2 separate regions of the Sus scrofa genome follow, and region 1 is linked to region 2. Evidence: chromatin contacts called from public HiChIP or PLAC-seq data. All regions are on one chromosome and are shown on one strand. Each heading gives the region's core, a stretch centred on a gene start, on an enhancer-like site or on the middle of the called end of the contact. The rest is flanking DNA. Distances are from core to core; before and after follow the strand shown. Region 1 has its middle 360 kb from the start of RUNX1. Region 2 overlaps LOC106505851 (a long non-coding RNA gene).

Region 1 (5,912 bases), core at 1,342-3,841, 130 kb after region 2:
TTAGGATGTCCCAATTCTATTCTCACAGTCCTACAAGATGAGTAGCACAGTGGGTGGGCCAGAGTTTCTTTCACGGCCTCTCTTTCCAGTAGGCTGGAAACTGTACCCTATGTCAGGGGTAGAAGGAAAGCAGGCATCTGTGTGTCAAAAGGAGTAATCAGAGAGGGGTACTTGACAGTACACAGAAATTTGAAAAACGCATACATGGTCACACAAATATCAGATAAAGAGAAAGATGAAAGGCCTTATGCCACTATGATAAGCAAACTCAAAATCAAGGCCCAATTCATTTGGTTGGTGTGAAGGCCTGTCCTCATTTACAACACTCAATTAGCATTTGGGAACAAAAACGACACACTAGACAGTTGTCCACAAAATACACACACACACACACACACACACGTATATTTTTTTTTCTGGAAAGTGCCTTGCTTCTCAAAGAATTTGAGGCATTTATTCTTGCCAGGCGCCCCTTAAAGTTTAGATCCCCTTTCACTACAGTATCTCTTACTTAAAAAGTAAAATAAAATAATGAAAGCTGTCTCTAGCTTCCACAACATCCAAATATTTTGAGTACTCACAGTATAAAAATATGTATAAAATATATAAACACATTTGTAACCCTAGTTCTGCAAAGGTCCTTTATCTCTCAGATATTTTGCAATGGTTTCCATAACCTGGGATACTGCTTGTAAAATTTATCTTGACAAGCTAACAGATTTTCCCAAAGAGTTGCCAAGAATAATTTTCAAGAAAAAATGGCTTAACCCAGTTTTTCTTGTGTATTCAGAAAAGACAGGATATACATTTATATCCCTAAGAAGCAAGTCATCCAACTTTTTTCCCAACATGAGTTTAAATGTTTAGAAGAAGAAAAATAACACAACCGAATTTTTAAACATGCAATTTTTGTTTTGCTCTAATTGTCCAGAATTGCTTAGTGATGGGGAAAAGAAACAACCATAAATTGCAAAATAGCATAAAAGTTAAAAAATTGTGTTATTTTTTCAAAAATAGCAAACTAATAGGGAATTGACATATTAAAAATTACATCTTCTGTGTCTAAAATTTTCAGAGAAAGAGTTATAGCTAAAACAATGTTTGACTAACCTGCTATTCTAAGCAGAAAATCTCTTCTTTAGTGTGTTTTAATGTAAAATTTTATAAAGTCTGACTCTAATCTTTTTTCTTTGAATGTTTTAATTTACATCTTTCTAAAGTATTTTTCTTTTTTAGTCCACATCCTAAATATTTATTGTTTTGTGATCCAATAAACAAACACATGTTGATGCCACTGACCCAAGTGAGACTTAAATTATCCATTCACAGAATATTCCTAAAAGGACTTGTGCTTTTTCTAACTGATGTTAATTTTGTCTCCTTATTCTGCCTTTCTAAGGACACTGGGCCTTGAACTTGTACTCTTCCAATCTGCTGTCATGACTTTTTCCTTCCTTGTTCTTCCTTTATTATATATAAAGAAACTATATATATATATAGTAGATTTACAATATTGTGTTAGTTTCAGGTGTACAGCAAATTGATTCATAATATACATATATATATATGTGATATTTTTAAGATTATTTTACCTTATAGACTGTTATAGAATATTGAGTAGAGTTTCCTGTGCTACATGGTAGGTCCTTGTTGGTTATCTATTTTATATATAGTAATGTGTCTATTTATTCCCAAACTATGAATTTATCTCTCTGTCTCTCTCCCCTCTTCTAACTGTAAGTTTGTTTTTTATAAGTCAGACTCGAAGGCAAGTACTTTGTGATAGGTGGAGAAAGAGGAAAAGTGAGTAGAACAGAACAAGTTTCACCTAGCCCTGTAAAAGATGCTCATCTCCATTCATAGAAAAAAATGTTTCCTGTGGAAAACTTCAAAGCAAATTCCATAGAAGTGTTGAGCTGGTTCATAGCCATCTGAGAATGGACTGGATAATAACTTTAAAGGAATTGGTAAGGAAGAGAGTCACTTGATTAGAGGTTTATGTACTGTGAGAAAACTGTCTCTACAGGTATTGAGAGCAGAAAATAGGATGAAACTCCAGAAGCAAGGTTGTTCCTTGTGGCAAAAGGTGCTACTAGCAATCCAGACTGTCTCCAGTCCCACTCAGCTATAATTCCGAGGGACTCGTAAGGAGGTTTGGATTCAGTTTGACTTTTACTGAGATACTCAGATGGGTTCAAATTAAAAGCCCCTGTTCATGGCAATTTCTTGAATTAGAGATCTGAGTAAAGAAGTAGCCACCTGGGCTCTGACAACTTCTGAAACAGAGTTGCTTTCAGAAATATCTGAGGAAGTTCAGAAACATCTGGACCTTTGGCTATCCAGAGCATAAAGGGTGTGCATGGGCCACAAGCAAAGCCAGGAAGAGAAAAAAAGAAGAACCAAAAGAAATGGTTTAAGAATATGATACTTTTTTTTTTTTTTCAAAAGTGAGGTCACTCTGGGGAACATCAGCAAGTTGCCAACATCCTTATTCTCTCTCTGGGTTTCAGGCCTGTTTTTCCCTTGGATGACAAACAGCCCTAGAGGGGCCAAGAACCTCTCCTTGAGAAGGGACTTTAGACATTTTACAGGGCGTAAGCATAAGCAAACCCCCAGGACAAGTGACCTCAGAGCAGGGTGAGGAGAGCGAGGCATTAGCCTGAAGCATAACATTTAGGGAAGAACCAAAAAAAGGTAGGGACATGATAAGTAATATTTCAAATTTTAAAAGGTCAAAATCAATGCCAAAACTCAAGATGAACGAAATACCAAAACTTTAAATAAAAACATGCTCAGGGTCCCTGATTTTTCCTTTTGCCTCAGGTTCGAGCAGGGCTCAGCATAACACTGTTACTGATCTTATTGTTATTTAGATTTTTGATATCTTGTTCATTGGGATTTTTCTGTATTTTGAATTTTAAAAATATTGTATTAAAGTGATTGTTCATGATGATTAAGGTTTTTGTGTCCCCTTCAGTGATGTGGTTGAGGCCATGCCTCATTCACCCATCCTCATCCAGGTCCTGATCACAGGGAAATAGAAGCAAAGATGAGATTCAAAGAAACCGCATAAGTGTGACCAAGGCAGAGAAATCCCCAGAGACCATTTTATATTAGAGATATGGTAATCCCTGATTTGCAACAGCCACCAGGACATCTGTGACTGTTTCTAAAATCTTCCCATTTGGGTATCCCTAAATTAGCTATAAATCCTGACATTCTAATAATGCAGGAAAGCAAAGCAAAAACAAACAAACAAAAATTAGCAAAAACACATAGTTAGAACAACATTAGAGAGGATTCTAAGCCAGTATCTTAACTTCCTTTTCAAGAAAAAAAATTTTAATTTTGTAAAAATCGGGTCTCTCTGTCATCTCCCCAATTCCAAGATTCTAGTGCATCTGTGAATATTTTATTAGGTGCTTGACTTTTTGAAATCACAGAGAGGAACCCTCCTTGTATATCCTACCTTCTAATTAGCAGAGAATAATCATTTTAAATGGCCTAAAATTAGAATTGTTTTCACCTTTGTTTCTACATACTTAAAAAAAAAAAAAGGAAATACTCCATAAAGTGAGAAAAAAAAAAATTCTAGCCACAAGAAGATAAGGTTTAAGTAAAGAGGGTCTATAAATATTTTGGCTAATTTTTCTAGGGCTTGAAATCTTAACTCAAAACATTTTACCCAAGATTCAGCATTAATATACATAAATGTGTAAAATATATAAAAATTCTAAAGTTCCTAGTTGTTGAATTGTTTGAGACCAATGATCAAAACTGAGTGATGGTGATTTCTCTATGCATTTTCCCTGTGGTGTGTAGGAAAGACTGTTCTGCCACCTATTGGCCTTCTGCGTGAAATAGATTTGATCACACCTGGAAGCAAGGCTTTACCTGGACTTGGAAAAGGTATCGCTTCAGCAAAGTCTGGTTCTCTCCCTCTGGAAAATGGCAGGGCTTCCTCTAAGGCCACGGCAGTGCCCCCAGTTCTCAGAGTTAACTGACTGCTTCCCTCAACTACGGTACACGGGGAAAGTGACCACGACTCGGGGGGGTCATTGGTGGCTAAACAAACACTGGCTGGCCCCACCTCGACACGCTGGGAGTCCAGGCTGAGTTCATCTCTGGCTCTCTGTCTGTGCACTGAGCATTTCGGAGGGGGATGTCCTTCTTCCCCCCAGGTTGTTCAGATGACAAATACCCCAGAGAACTGACGTCGTGGAGCTGACCACTTGGGCTAGCCCTGGGAATTCTGGGAATGTGCTCACCTCAACCTAGCTTCTTGACCTGGAATTGCCTGAATTCCTTAGAATGAGGCAAATATAGTTGAGGGTAGAAATGTCTAGGACCAAATGATGACTCTTGCTTTTCTTGTAGGGCTTATTAAATAGCCCTGACCACTACACTGTAGTTTCCTACAAGGGGTGGGTCAACTAATTAATGTTACCTGTATTTTTAGCACTGAAGTGACTCATGTGTAGCCCTAGACAGTTGACAAAATCTTCTTGGATCCGTCTACCTCCTGCATATCCCCCACCCGCACGATGTCACCATGTCTGACCATTCCAACGGCCTGTGGACAAGATCTTTCCAATTCTAGTCTCATACTCCTGCCCCCTGGTCACCGACCCATTCCCCAAGCTGCTTCCAGAGTGGTTTTTCCAAGGTGCAAATCAGACTGGATCCTATCATATCCCTTGTGTCTTCAGCAGTTCCCCACCTTCATCAAAGGAAGCTCAGATCTTTATCAGGGAATGAAATAAGGGATCTTTTAACATTTACTCTCCTCCCCAGCATCTTTCTCCACCAATCCCTTAATCAGCCTAATCCACAGTGGGGCGGAAGGACTATTAGATCCTTAGAACCAGTATAGCAGGAATGCTAGACGAAAGAACACTTCACTTGAATATTAAAATTTTCAAGGGAGGATGGGGTTTTAAAGAATCTCTTAAAGTCCATTAACAGAGTTAATAAAATAGGAGAAAAGTAAATACACGAAAACTAAGCCCGTGGTGTTGGCATTGGAATGGGGCAGAGCAGACTGGTATGTAATTTAGAATGTTTCAGGACCTAGTAAAATTATCCTTATCCCTTTGCTAGCGTATATTTAAAAAGCAATTTTAAAGCTCTAATATTACAACCCTAGCCTTACTTAACTAACCTCTAAATAAGTAAAATAAGGTTTGCAGTGTGCTTTTGCTATGGAGACCTATACAGAAAGATCAAAGTATTTCCAAATGTGTTATGGAGAATTACTTATGTCTTCTAAAAGATTATATCCTTGTACAGTTTCATCTGATAAGGACCTGGATTAACTTAGTTCCACAAAGACGAAAAGCCTGATGTATTATATGCCTTCCTATTGCCTCTGTAAGTGGAGTCAGAAGAACAAAGCATTTTCCAGAAGGAATGAAGTTGTATCTGTCCTCACTGCTTCCTAGAGATCAAAAGAGTCTTTTAGCATTTTTATTGGCAATCTTCTGAGGCCTTCAAGGAATATTTCATTTCATAAATGATGAGTGTGAGGAGGGTGAAATCCTACTGTTTACAAGTGAGTGGTTGTCTATCGTGATTTTTGAAAAATAATATTTAACATGAATGAGTAACAATATTTCTGGTCTCTCCTACTTTGTATAATGGTTTTCAGTTGTTTGTAACCTGTCAGACCATTGCTTATCTTCCTTGACCTAAAGGTAAAGAAACAGTGGTAAAGTGACCCTATTTTTGTTTGTTTTGATGCGAAAATGTACAAATAAAACTCTATCAATGTATTTGTTTCCTGAGGCTTCTGTAACAAAGTACCACACAATGAGTGGCTTAGACAATACAAATTTACCTTCTCAGAATTCTGGAAACAAGGAGTACTAAGTCAAGGTGTCAACAGAGTTAGTTCCTTCTGAGGCTATGAGGGA
Region 2 (5,769 bases), core at 3,135-5,634:
AATATTTATTAAAATAGTTTTTTGTTTGTTTGTTTGTTTCGTGGACCTGCTGAGAGGGTCTCAGAGCCCTCAAGAGTCCATATACTACACTTTGTCCTTGAGTAATCAGAAAGATAGGATGTGGTGGAAGCTCCATTCCTAAGAGCTTTCGGGACGGAAGGAAGGAAGACCTTCCTGTGCGAAACTAGGAGAAAGGAGAAAATAAATGGCAGGTGAGCCCATCTCCTTCAACTTCGTAGGATGGAGACTTATGGCAGGGGCATGGTGTTTGAAACAACCAGAAAGATTTGAGATTCTTTCCTGAAGGAAGAAGTGTCATTTCTTCTTGCCAGGGAAAGACTCAGGAAAACATCACATTCCTAGGAAAATCCTGATAATTCAGCATAGTATGGGACCAACATGGCACTGCCCAAATGTGATTAAAAATTGTTCATGCATAACATCCTATTTAATGGCGAAAGGGCTTAAAGCTTTTTCTACAAGACTAGGAACAAGGAAGTTCCCAGCAAGGATGTCTGGTCTCACCACTCTTATTGAATAGAGTGCTATAAGTTCTAGCCACTGCAATACGAAAAGAATATTTTTTTAAGGAATACATATTGGAAAAAATAAATAAAACTTTCCTTATTTATAAATGACATGAATGTCTATGTAGAAAAGCTCAAGGAATATATATAAGAAAAAAACTCTTAAAACTAAGAAGTGAATTAAGCAAGGCTACAGGATATATAATTGATGTACAAACATTAATTACATATTCTATATCCTAAAAATGGACTTCAGGAAATTCAAATTTAAAGCATAGTGCCATTTACAATCTTGTCAAAGAAAATGAAATACTTAGGTATAAAGTTGACAAAACAGCTATAGAATTTGCATGTTTTACAGAAAATTACAAGATGCTCATAAAAGAAATCAAACAATACCTAAATTAATGGAGAGACATAATGCATTTAAGGATTGGAAGATGCAACATATATTAAAGATGTGTTTAGAATGGATAAGCAATGAGGTCCTGCTGTATAGCACAGGGGACTATATCCAGTCTCTTGGGATAGACTATGATGGATATATAATTATAGCATAATATAATATAATGTAATATAATATAATATGATATATATTATAATTATTATTATATTACCTTCATATATAGTGAAAGGGAAAATGTCCCTTGTCATATATTTATATTTATGACTGGGTCACTTCTCTGTGCAGCAGAAACGGGCACAACATTGTAAATCAACCCTACTCTAGTAAAAAATATATAAATGTCAATTTTCCTTAAATTGATCTATAGATTTAATGTGATTTCCAACAAAATCCAGCAAGACTTTTGTAAATGTAGATAAACTTATTCTAAAATGTACATGAAAAGTCATAGGCCCTGCAAGAGCCCAAAGAACCTTGACTGAGCAAAGTAATGTGGGAGGAATGTGTACTTGATGCTAAGACTGACTGTATATCTGCAGTAATCAAGATGATGCAGTATCGAAGCAGTGAGGACAAACATATACATCAGTGTGACAGAATAGAAAACCCACAAACCAACCCACACAAATTTGTGCAAATTTTTTCCATAGAAAAGTGAATTTCAGTTGGAACAAAATATATACCTAAGAACAAATAACAAAGTAAACCACATCAAGTGTCATCCTTACATTGAGTGATTTTAAAAATTGAGATGCAATTCACATACCAAAAAATTCCCCTTTATAAATTATACAGTTCAGTGGCATTTAGTATATCCATGCAGTTGTATGATTGTCACCACTAATTCCAAAACATTGCTGTCACCCCGAAAAGAAATCCCATATCCATTATCCATTAGCAGTCATCCACCATTTCCTTTCTCCTGTTGACCCCTGTCAACAACTAATTTATTTCCTCTCTACAGATTTAACTACTCTGAACATTTCATATACATGGAATTATATAAGTGATTTTCTGTGTTGGGGTCTTTTCATGGACCAGAGAGAACCCAGGGGGAAGCACCAGGACCCAAAGTGTTTCCAGCACCCCACTTCTGGATGATGTCCAACAAGGATCGTGATGGCCCCAAGGAGAAATCCCAAATTGAACTTAAATCCTCAAAAGACTGACCGCTTACTCAGAAGTGACTGAATTAATCTGAAAGAGCATATTTTAAACCAGAAGAGACTAAGGTACTCATACAGACCAGTCTGAATTTTCTTCTTCCCCTTTCATAAGGGAATAGGGAAGCTCCAACGCAGAATGAGATCAGTTATGGAAAATAAGGAACATTCTCTTTTTTTGAAACTCTGAGTCATAGCATTTGAGTGGCAGTCTTTTCAGCTCTTGAAATTCCAGTTTCAAGATGAAGAAACTGAGGCTCAGAAATGTTCAGTGATTGCTCAATGTCACATGCAAATTTGTCTGTTTGCCTCCACATCCTACAGTCTTTCTGAGCAGAAGTCTATCTCTTGCTACTGAGATTAATATCAAAGTTAGATGCTTTTTAGAAACTCTTATTAAGAAGGGTCATAGTCCAGAGCATCTCACCCACATCAAGATCCATAATATTTGAGGACTTAAAAAAAAACAACAAAGTAAATTAAAACTCGCTAATTTTCAGAAACTCTTCAAATACAAGTTTCCAAACTTTTTTCTTATTCAAAAGTCAAAGCAAGAATTCCCTGGTAGCTCATGAGGTTAAGGATCTGGCCTTGTCACTGCAGCTCTGGGTGCTGGTAAGGCTCAGATTTGACCCCTGGACCAAGATTTTCCACATTCCATGGGTGTGGCCAAAGGTAGGGGAAAAAAATCTAAATCAGGTGTTTTCAGAAAAGATTTTAAAAATAATTACACAATTCCTTCTGTAACTCTTATGTATATTATTTTAAAAGTTGCCACTAGTGATTAATTTTAGCATATCACATATATACTGCTTATATAGCCAGCTAGTGTTAAATGTTAAATGAGCAATTATTAGGAGCCAGGCCTGGGCTGAGTACTTTCGGTGTATCATCTCACTTCATCATCACAACGAGCCCTTGATGGTGGCTAAATTATGGAACCCAAAACATGTCATGAGTGTGTGAGAGCCTGACTCTAATCTCTTCTTCTGCCTTCCAGAGTCCACACTCTTAACTGATACAGCATTCTGCCAACAGAATATTGAGTCTACACAGTCGTCCTGCTCTTGAGACTGCTAGGGCTGAAAGGAGGGCCAGAAGGGAAAATAAGAAGGGGTCACCACAGGTGGCTGATTTCACTGGCCAGACATTTTAGTCTCTTTCTTTGATTTTTAAATGGAAAAGAGCAAAGCTAGAATAAGGCTGATTTTTGAATTCATATGTATGACAATTCAAAACATGTATTATAACATGATTAAATCCCCTAAAAAAGAAATAAATGGGTGAGAAAAGACAGAGAAAAACCGTGTGTGTATGCATGTAAGGATGCTTGTTAATACAGAGGTTTCCTCAAAGGACTAACATTTTAGTTTGAAAAGGTAATTTGTGTGGTTAATTGTCCTTGAGGGAATTTAAGTTATACAGCTTTCAATACATATACTATTAAGAAATTTAAGGCATATTTGGGGGAGTATTTGACCTCATACCACAACTAACCATAAGTGACACAGGGTGTTGTAGGTTGAAGAGCTGAACTGTGTCCCTTAAGATGTGTGACAGTCCTAATACCTGGTACTTGTGACTGTGACCTTATTTGGACCTAGGGTCTTCACAGATGCCCTCAGGCTGACATGAAAATTATTAGGGTGGACCTTCATCCAAATGTGACCGGTGTCCTTATAAGAAGAGGAATATTTGGATGCAGATGTGCAAGGAAAACTCCACGTTGATGAAAGAGGCAGCAGTGAGCTGCACGAGGTGACGAAGATGCAAGACGAGGAACCCCAAGGAGTATCATCAGCACCAGAAGCTGGAAGGGGCAAGCGAGGATTCCACCCAGAGTCTCGGGCTGAGCCCGGCCCCGATGACACCTTGGTTTTGGACTTTTGGTCTCTGGGAGTGTGAAAGAATCCATTTCTGTTGTTCTCCACCTGATTTGTGGTATTTTGTACTGAAGGCCTCAGGAAACTAATACACAGGGGTTTGGGCAGGAAAGGAGCAGTGCAGTTTGAAGACAAGAATAATTGGGTACTGGAGGAAAGGGGAAGAGAAATAATGATGACATAGGAAAGAGGTGACATGTCCCGGAAAAAGAGGAAGTCTTGACGCACCTACTTTTTTTGTTTTGATTTTCTTAGAATTCAAAATATGCCGAAAAAAGTTCATGTAAGTTGAGTGTCACAGATATCATCACAGAAGAGAAAACCACCCACAAACCTTGCTGTCCAGATGCATGAGGGTGAATCAAAACGGATGGTATACTTCACGAAAAGGAACCAAATATGTTATCATAATTACTAAACAGAATATCACAATGTGACAGTGTGTGTGTGTGTGTGATGCAGTGCGCTGAACAGCACTGACCCTCATTGAGAAAGAGCACTTTTTAGGGAATTTCCCATTGGATTTTTTTTCCCACTCTGGGTCTCACGCACTGACAGCACCATCCTAGAATAGGGTGTTGATAAGACAGCTTTTAACTCAGATATTCATGATGATCACAGAAGAACTGGATCATTGTTACTGGACAGGCCACAGGAGGAAGTATGAATTATTCACCATGTGGATTTACATGAAATGATCTGTCTAGGACATGGGACGGATTCTGGGAAAAGTCCCAGTTTTGTTCGCAGTGAAGCACAGGAGAGATGGCTTCCCAGGGTGACCCACAGAAACACCTCGGCAGAGGGCTGATGTGGGGGCTCTGTTGTTCATTGAACTTTGTCGTTGGGCCAGTTGGTCTGTGTTCCTCTCAGGATCTTTATACCTGGCCTTGCCTTTGCTTCTCGCCAAGCTCAAAGCCTTCCCTGACCTTCTAATCCCAGGACTAACCAGATCCCCTGTAACTGGAGCAAACTTGACCTGCACACCCTGAGAAGCTGATGTTCTGTTTTGCCAGCGATGTCAATGCATGAGTGATTTTTGTATTCCCATTTTGGGGAGATAGTCTCTTTAACTGATGGCATAAACTGTAACCAGATGCTGCCTTCATTCTCTTCTTTCTATGGTTTGTTGCCCAGGCTCTGGAAGGAACCTTGACATCAAGCTCTACTCATGACATTTAATAGCTGTTTGACACAGGCTACATTTCTTAACCCCAAACCAAGTTTCCACACCTGTCAGATGGTCATGTTACTATTGCAGATCCTTAGTAAGCATCGAATGAGGCAATTTTTAGAAGTTGGTTTCTTTTATTATAAAAATGGCTTATCCACTCTGGCATTTTTAGAGGGATGTGAATGGTAGGGCTACACCCAGAGAAATGAGGGACTGTCTCATATTGGAGGCTAGATCCCAGGGCCTTTGGAGAAAGCACTGTGAGGTCTGCCCTGGTACCTGTTAGATGACACAGGTTCCTGTTGTCACAGTGGGATGATCACACCCATCCTCCTGCTTGTGGTCCTCCTTTCCTTGGTCCTTCTCTCCACACACCCTGCCCCCCCGCCCCCCGAGTGAGCGCATCCATCCAGGGTGAACAAACCATTGTAATGGTGACGGCTCTCAGCTGAGCTCCAGGCTACTGTATCCAACTCCTCCTCCACTGGTGCACAGACCTCTCAAAATTAAACTCTCTGCTGTTGTTCTATTGCTTCTTGCCCACTCTGTCCCATTTCTCCTTCGTCTTCCACATTTCAGAAAGTGGTGTCATGGGCCATCCAGCCAATCCATTCAA

What was found. HiChIP or PLAC-seq counts read pairs in DNA pulled down with a chosen protein or histone mark.
Region 1: a contact with region 2 is called in an H3K27ac HiChIP or PLAC-seq map of alveolar macrophages. The contact joins two enhancer-like sites. A contact is called at or near these places in 2 of 47 Hi-C or Micro-C datasets (embryonic fibroblasts and psoas muscle) and 1 of 2 datasets of contacts at active chromatin or transcription factors (alveolar macrophages).

Annotation. Positions count from the first base shown.
Region 1 is chr13:198,987,315-198,993,226 of Sscrofa11.1, forward strand. No RefSeq gene overlaps it. Among named protein-coding and RNA genes, the nearest start is that of RUNX1, 360 kb to the left of the region's middle. Within about 2 kb of position 2,592, at least 3 of the 83 cell types and tissues checked have an H3K27ac peak or open chromatin away from gene starts, as enhancers often do. A contact at or near this core is called in alveolar macrophages, where this site is marked.
Region 2 is chr13:198,852,202-198,857,970 of Sscrofa11.1, forward strand. The region is part of intron 1 of LOC106505851 (a long non-coding RNA gene); the gene reads left to right. Among named protein-coding and RNA genes, the nearest start is that of RUNX1, 220 kb to the left of the region's middle. Within about 2 kb of position 4,385, at least 4 of the 83 cell types and tissues checked have an H3K27ac peak or open chromatin away from gene starts, as enhancers often do. A contact at or near this core is called in alveolar macrophages, where this site is marked.